2 separate regions of the Sus scrofa genome follow, and region 2 is linked to region 1. The links are chromatin contacts, called in public HiChIP or PLAC-seq maps. All regions are on one chromosome and are shown on one strand. Each heading gives the region's core, a stretch centred on a gene start, on an enhancer-like site or on the middle of the called end of the contact. The rest is flanking DNA. Distances are from core to core; before and after follow the strand shown. Region 1 overlaps PLCL2 (inactive phospholipase C-like protein 2). Region 2 overlaps TBC1D5 (TBC1 domain family member 5).

What was found. HiChIP or PLAC-seq counts read pairs in DNA pulled down with a chosen protein or histone mark.
Region 2: a contact with region 1 is called in an H3K27ac HiChIP or PLAC-seq map of skeletal muscle. The contact joins two enhancer-like sites. A contact is called at or near these places in 2 of 2 datasets of contacts at active chromatin or transcription factors (alveolar macrophages and skeletal muscle).

What each region holds. Positions count from the first base shown.
Region 1 is chr13:4,087,451-4,091,064 of Sscrofa11.1, forward strand. The region is part of intron 2 of PLCL2 (inactive phospholipase C-like protein 2); the gene reads left to right. Among named protein-coding and RNA genes, the nearest start is that of PLCL2, 97 kb to the left of the region's middle. Within about 2 kb of position 1,806, at least 3 of the 83 cell types and tissues checked have an H3K27ac peak or open chromatin away from gene starts, as enhancers often do. A contact at or near this core is called in skeletal muscle, where this site is marked.
Region 2 is chr13:4,266,606-4,270,219 of Sscrofa11.1, forward strand. The region is part of intron 19 of TBC1D5 (TBC1 domain family member 5); the gene reads right to left. Among named protein-coding and RNA genes, the nearest start is that of PLCL2, 280 kb to the left of the region's middle. Within about 2 kb of position 1,581, at least 4 of the 83 cell types and tissues checked have an H3K27ac peak or open chromatin away from gene starts, as enhancers often do. A contact at or near this core is called in skeletal muscle, where this site is marked.

The DNA.
Region 1 (3,614 bases), core at 556-3,055:
GTGTTTTTAGGGCCACACCCTTGGCATATGGAGGTTCCCAGGCCAGGGGTCTAATCAGAGCTGTAGCTGCCAGCCAACACCACAGCTCATGGCAACACCAGATCCTTAACCCACTGACAAGGCCAGGGATCGAACCCGCAACCTCATGGTTCCTAGTCGGATTCCTTAACCACTGAGCCACGACGGGAACTCCCAAGCAACATTTATTTTGTGATGAACAGTCTCACTTGAGTCTACAGCATGACTCATTTCTTTTAGACTGAATAGGTTGGGTTCCCCTCCTTCCAGGGGTTTTACATGTATGAACTCTTGTTTAATATTTGGTTTGAACTACCAATCTGAAAAAGTAAAAATTTATCAAACTGATCTTAATTGCAGTTGTTATGGTTTGTATTTGATGGAAATACATTTATTTAAATATTATAATATTGATAATATATATCTCAAGTAGCAGAAATGAAAAAAAATGCCCCTCCCTTTACTTTCCATTTTAATTTGAGCAATTTTCTCCTTTTTAAAAAATAATGTATTTTCAAGTTTTCTCTTGAGGGTATAGAAGAAGAAAGCCAACAATAATCTCATGGTTAAAATTGTGACTCTTCATTTTCAGTGTCTGTGAGCAATAAGTAGTTAAATATTGGTGAGGCATTGTATGGAATTTAAAAGAGTGATGAGGTTTTCTACGAGTTTGCTTATTTGGTTCAGACATAGGTACATCTTCTGAAAGGTTTATATATTTTGTTTGCAGCATGGCCAAAGACTGCACTTGAAGGTTAATTTAGTTGTTAACTTTTACTTCTTTGGGTTTCTCTTTCCTGAGCAGAAGAGTATTGCCATCCACTTTATTTTTAATACAATACTTTTTATACAAGAACCGTATAATGAATTGCATCTTAAATTTAGTTTCTGAAAGTTATTCTTAGCAAGGACTTTTGGCTTAATTTTGTTGGACAGTAAATATCTATAACCTGTGCATGGCCATTTGTGACCTTACTGCCGCGGAAATTGAGTCTCGCTACAGCAGTTTATTCATTTCAGGTGTGCGATGACATCTTGTCTTAAAGCTGCTTTCAGATGTTCTATTTCCTTCACTCCAAATCATCCTTTTTTATATTATGCCTAACCTTATGCCACTTCAGATTTGTAAGTAGGCAGGGTACACGTTTCTAAAAATATGTCCTCTGGTTAATAATTTCATCTCTACGGAAATGGGGCAGAGGAGGAACATCTGAAGCAAAGAATGCATTTGCTTCATAAAACCAAAAACCTCAGTCCTTTAGAAGATTCCAGTGCCCAGAAGGCACTCCATGAATCTCTGTGGATTTGAGGTGGATGCACCACGTGCTAGATCCCCCCAGACTGTAGAAGTAAGACCCGTTCTTCATCAATGCCTTTCTCTCATCTTCCAGCCTCTGTCCTCTTTTTTCACGTTATCAGTTGATTTAGGCATTTGCACGTTTTCAGGAACCATTACTTATCCCCCACCCTGAGAATCCTATGAGCACTTCTGAGCCCGGGCCTCGTAAGGACTCCCCATTCTCATTTCCTTTTTCTACTTCGGCGTAGATGTGGCTTTGGGTGCAGGGGATAATATTTGTCATCATGAATGCAGCACTTGGGACTTACCATATTTATCAACACCCAGGAATGTGGCCCCAAATCGAGATACAAGTGCACACTTCTGGGCAGAGGGTTTTCAGGCACCTTGAACTGAAGAGTGAGTGTCAGCAGCAGAGCCTGGGGCAGGATGGTTGGGCCTGCCTGGTTTAATTTAGCCTCTGGCCTCTGGCAGCTGAGTCCTGTCTTCCCCAGTTGCCTGTGAGCACCTTGGCACACAGAAGTGACTGCCTTTATTGACAGAGCTGGCTGTTCCTACTCCATCGCCAGACTCAAAGGAAAGAAGCTACTCAACAGCTGCACATTCTCTTAGAGAAAATTTAAAAATAAATAAATATAAAGAACAAAGCCGTGGGTTTTAAAAAGTGAAATCCATTTTCCTTATTTAATGGCAAAAATAGACTATCTTTAATCCATGAATGTATTTTTAGTTCTATATAGTTCACCATTTACCTACCATTAGTACGCCTTTGTGTTGTTTTTCTGTAGCAGTAGCATTTTTTGATGTCTTTTAAGTATTTTGTATTAATTTCAAGATGATGTAAAGCATTTATTAAAGAACATTTTGACAAATCATCCCTCTGGCTCATCCCTCCCACACAGCTATTTTCACTCAGGTGAATTGCCTTCCAGGTGTACACGTGTCTCTCTAACAACAGAGCTTGTGAAAGGATGCTTTTTGTTTTGTTCAGGGTTTGATTTGTCATGAGCCAGCCACAGTTTTTAACCTACATACTTGCCTTTGGATTTATAAAATGTTCAACCACGTTTAAAAGAGAGTCTGTGATTTGTGGCCCTGGTTCAAAGCAGAGCTAAGTGACGCCTGTGAGAATCAAATAGTCCACGTGGGATGAGCACGTCAGCATCGCACAACTGTGCTCTAACTACACGAGGTGGCCAGAATGGTCCACCACTGGCCGCTCATTTTATAATGCTTGTAAGGATGAAACTGACGATTTTAGTAGGGGTAGGGAAGTTCTTATTGTAAAGACCTTTTCTGCATTATCCAGAAAACGATTCCAAAACATTTATAAGATATCATTTGAGCAAATTCATATCCCTTAATTAATGTGGACCATATCTAAGGCTTCCATTGCATTTTGGAGTCACGTTTTCTTTGTCTTTTTTTGTCTTTTGTTGTTGTTGTTGTTGCTATTTCTTGGGCCGCTCCCGCGGCATATGGAGGTTCCTAGGCTAGGGGTTGAATCGGAGCTGTAGCCACCAGCCTATGCCAGAGCCACAGCAACGCAGGATCCGAGCCGCATCTGCAACCTACACCACAGCTCACGGCAATGCCGGATCGTTAACCCACTGAGCAAGGGCAGGGACCGAACCCGCAACCTCATGGTTCCTAGTCGGATTCGTTAACCACTGCGCCACGACGGGAACTCCTGGAGTCACGTTTTCAATGGAATGATTTTCTACCTCATTGTGGGTCAGTAGCAAATTCCACTTTGTTCTGTATGTTGGGAAGACACGTTGTCAAAACGTGAAAGCTATTTATTATCAGCCATTTAGGAAATTGTTATTTACAACCAAGACTGGAAATAGGATAATTCTGCAGTTTCTGCCTAAAGCCACTTTATTATTTCTTTTCATACTTAAATGTGTGAAGGGTGTTTTGTTTCTAATAATAAGGCCCCATAGACAGATGTTGAGACTTGTTTTTAAAAGAAATGAGGAGTTTTGTAAACAGCTGATTTGTTTTTTAATATTATGATTATTTGAAGAAATAAAGGTATAATAATTCTAAGAATAAGAATAACTTACCACTAGATTTTCACTGACTCATTCTATTTCGTGTATTGATTTTGCTTGGTAGACATGTAGTTGGTTATAAAGTTCTGGAATTTGGGGAAAATAAGATATTAAAAATAAGTCATTTCCCTGGTTATTTGATTGTAAAGCTTTCTGTGTGTGCAGGAGTTGTTAGAATTTGCTGTCTCTTTGTGAATATTTCCAGGGTTTATCCCTTTGGGTAAATCTACTTGGCTTCT
Region 2 (3,614 bases), core at 331-2,830, 180 kb after region 1:
CAGGAAAACATGGATTGAGCAACAGCCCAGAAGCAGAAGTCAGAACAGGCAAGCCCTTCCCTAGCTTTCTCTTCCCACAGGTATAAACCATGGGGCTTCCACAGCTAGAGATATACTCTGCAGCAAGGTATCTCTGGGATAACAAAACTCTTGTTAAAAAGCAGCCAGAGAGTGGGTGGTGGGAGCTCAGATTTTAATTTTAGGAAACTAATTTAAGTCCTATGAATTCTCACCACATCAAATGACCACATCACTATCCATTTAAGTGCAATAACGGACCAAGCTAAAGAGCAGATACTAAAAGTAAACAGCAGCCTTTCACGGAATCCCCGAGCTTGAAAAGCCCTAAACTAAAGGTCAGCTGGTTCAATTATCAGAACAGAGCCAGAAACTGTACCTGTGAAACGAGGAACCATATATAGAAGTAAGATCACATCCTTCTTTTGCCGCAGTATGTTTTTCTAAGATGTTAAGAGAACACACCATTCTTCTCCTAATCACAATATATTATTTTCTGTAAATTTATTTAAAAGCACAGATATCATGGTGACATATCACATTTAGAACAGTATTTTAATACTAGTAGTATGACTATATTTTAAACTAAGGAAGACATGAATTTCAATTGATACTACTTCCTTTTTTAGTGTGAATTTGAGTGGAGGATTCTGTTTTTTTTTTTAATAATGTTTTAATTTTTTCCATTATAGCTGGTTTACAGTGTTCTGTCTCTTTTCTACTGTACAGCATGGTGACCCAGTTACATATACATGTACACAGTCTTTTTTCTCACATTATCGTGCTCCATCATAAGTGACCAGACGTAGTTCCCAGTGCTACCAGCAGGATCTCAGTGCTAATCCATTCCAAAGGCAATAGTCTGCATCTATTAACCCCAACGGAGGATTTTTAAAGTTAGTCTAGACTTCCATTTAATACAGAATTCCTCTCTATAACATATTTTATCTAAAAGATTACACAATAAAAGATGAACCTAGCTACTTTAAATATTTATATATTTCTAAATTTCACAGGAGGTGCTGAATATGGGTTATTTTTATTTTGCATTTCTTAAATAAACCTTTTCTAGATTTTGAACAAATGGTTACAATAAATATTATCTTTTTATTTTAAGCCACTGTCAATTACTGTGCAGAGATTTGCCATGCTGAACTTTAATTCTGTTAATTAATTCATAATACAAAGCCTATACTTAAAAACATATTTCAAAATTGAGTTATAATTCTTTTAGGTAAAATGTAATAAGTACCTCTGGCTAATACATACAACAATATGCATAGAAACAACATATAATATAATCAGAGCTAATTTGTCAAATACTGTCACAAAGCACTAATGCCATAAAAAGAACACCTCAGCGTGAGCTGCCAAATAAAATGTGGTTAAAATAACCATAAAATATAGAGTGATCATGTTTTTCAAGGAAAGGGGCTGGGACAAACTTAATTAAAAAAAAAACAAAAAACAAAAAACCCCAAAACCTCACATCTTAGCCATATTCAGCACCGCCACCACTGTATGACATGTGAGGGGACTTTTGTTCTAAACAACAGTGCCACCCAGTGGCTGAACAATGGAGTGAACTGATAAACAGCATGAATGGAGGGCAGGCAAAAAGGAAAATGGAGTTTCGGAGGCGGCAATGAGAACACTGCAGGCAAAGAAACAGACCACAGTGCCATGGTAACTGTACCTGGGAGGTCAGTTAGAGTCTGGACAGGAACAGAAACCTGAGCATCACTTCCTGTAACTACATCGCCTGGATTTCATAAGAAAAAATAATTAGATTTCATAAAAAGGAAAAAAAATCAGCTTTTCTTTCATATTTAATGTTGTAATTCTTTTACTTATCAACCTAATTATTAAAAGTACAGTGAAACAGAAAATACAATCTTAGAAAGATGAATATAAAGTATTTTTTAAAGAAAATAATTTTTTAAAAGTGTTTCCCAAAAAGTTTTTGTGCATGTTTTCCTTAGAGAAAAAAACAAGTTTCTACTAGTCTGAAGCATAGGAATCTTTAGCAATCAAAAGATTTTGCTGAGCAGATTTTGTTATGCTACAAATAACAGCATGATTTTATATGTTCTTATTTTTTTAAAAATGTCTTTATCCATAAGTAAGTTACATGCATTTAAGAAGTAAGCATGCTTCTCAAATTGACTTCCTCCTACAACAGACAAAATTTATTTTTAACTAAACTTGAAGTCAGTTTCATCTGTGATAAAATAAAGACCTAAACAAGTTCTAATTTCATATTAGGTAATGAAAAGATTTCATAAGTTACCACATGCGCTTATAAATGTCAACATGTAAAAATAAATCTGTGAACTGCATACCCTTTAAACTTGATATGCTTATTATAGGCGAGATTTCATTTACAAATTGGACCTATAGTAAATGCTTAAAATGTTCAAATTCAAAGAAACAGACAAAGGAAGGGAGGGATAGAGGAATGCATTTTAAGACTACGGGAAAGAAAGGAAAAGGAAACACCATGCAGCATTTCACAGGAGCACTGAGAAGGAAGATTTTTGGGGTTCTCTGGTTTCTCTCCTGGGTGACAAAGTTCAACATGAAGCACAGTCACTACCAACAGACTCATCCCCTGGAGAGATCACTATCTGAAGTCCTACGCTATTTTGAGTTGAACAAGCTAAAAAAAGAGCCTTCTTAAAGGGAACCATATTTTCTATGTATAATAATGTATCAGCAACAGATCTGCTTTCCCTGTAACTTTTACACAATAGTAAAAAAAAATCAATTTTTGAATTATACAACAACCCTGGTCCCATGACACACTTGCTGCAATTATGATTTACAGTACAGCCAGCTCATCTGGAAATTATTGGGTTATAATTAGACCATCCCTATCAATTAACAGTACATGCATTTATATTCTCCTATAACTGAAACAAAATCTATAAATAGGTACTTACTCCAAACAAGTGATAAACAACTTTTAGTGGCACTTCTCAGGTCCTGAATTTTCATAAAATAGTTGGCTCTCTATTCACTGGTAAATGATGTGCCTCATTATCTGTACATTTGAAGATTTTCAGTTCTATGCTTGCTACCCACACTACTCTGCTGCTTCTGGATCACCCATTAATGTATATTTAGAGACTGAAAACTAATTTTAATATGGGATGTCACCAGGAAAATAATGGAGGCTCATCAGTGCTCTTTCAGGACCCACCCCAACACATACACCAACGGCAGAAGGCATTGCAAGCACCAGATATATGAATTCCAGGGGTTCCATAGAACTCTTCCCCTATATAAGCACAGCTCATCAACAGTTAACAAACCTATGAAAGTCATAAGCATTTCCATCTGTATAAACAACCATTTTTCAAAACAACTTTCAAAGTTTCCAACAGAGCACACTAAAAAGGCTGCCCTATATCTTTGCCTTGAAGGCACTAATCACATGCTGTTCCAAGATGGTCACAAGCCCTGTTCCAACGTGAGCCTTCTGAAGGGGAAACACTGTGCTCACTCATTTCTGGGGCTAGGTGACACCACTGCAGACTTGTCAGCGTCATAGCACAGGAGGACACTTGTGGGAAACCCCAGCACAAAGAACCAAT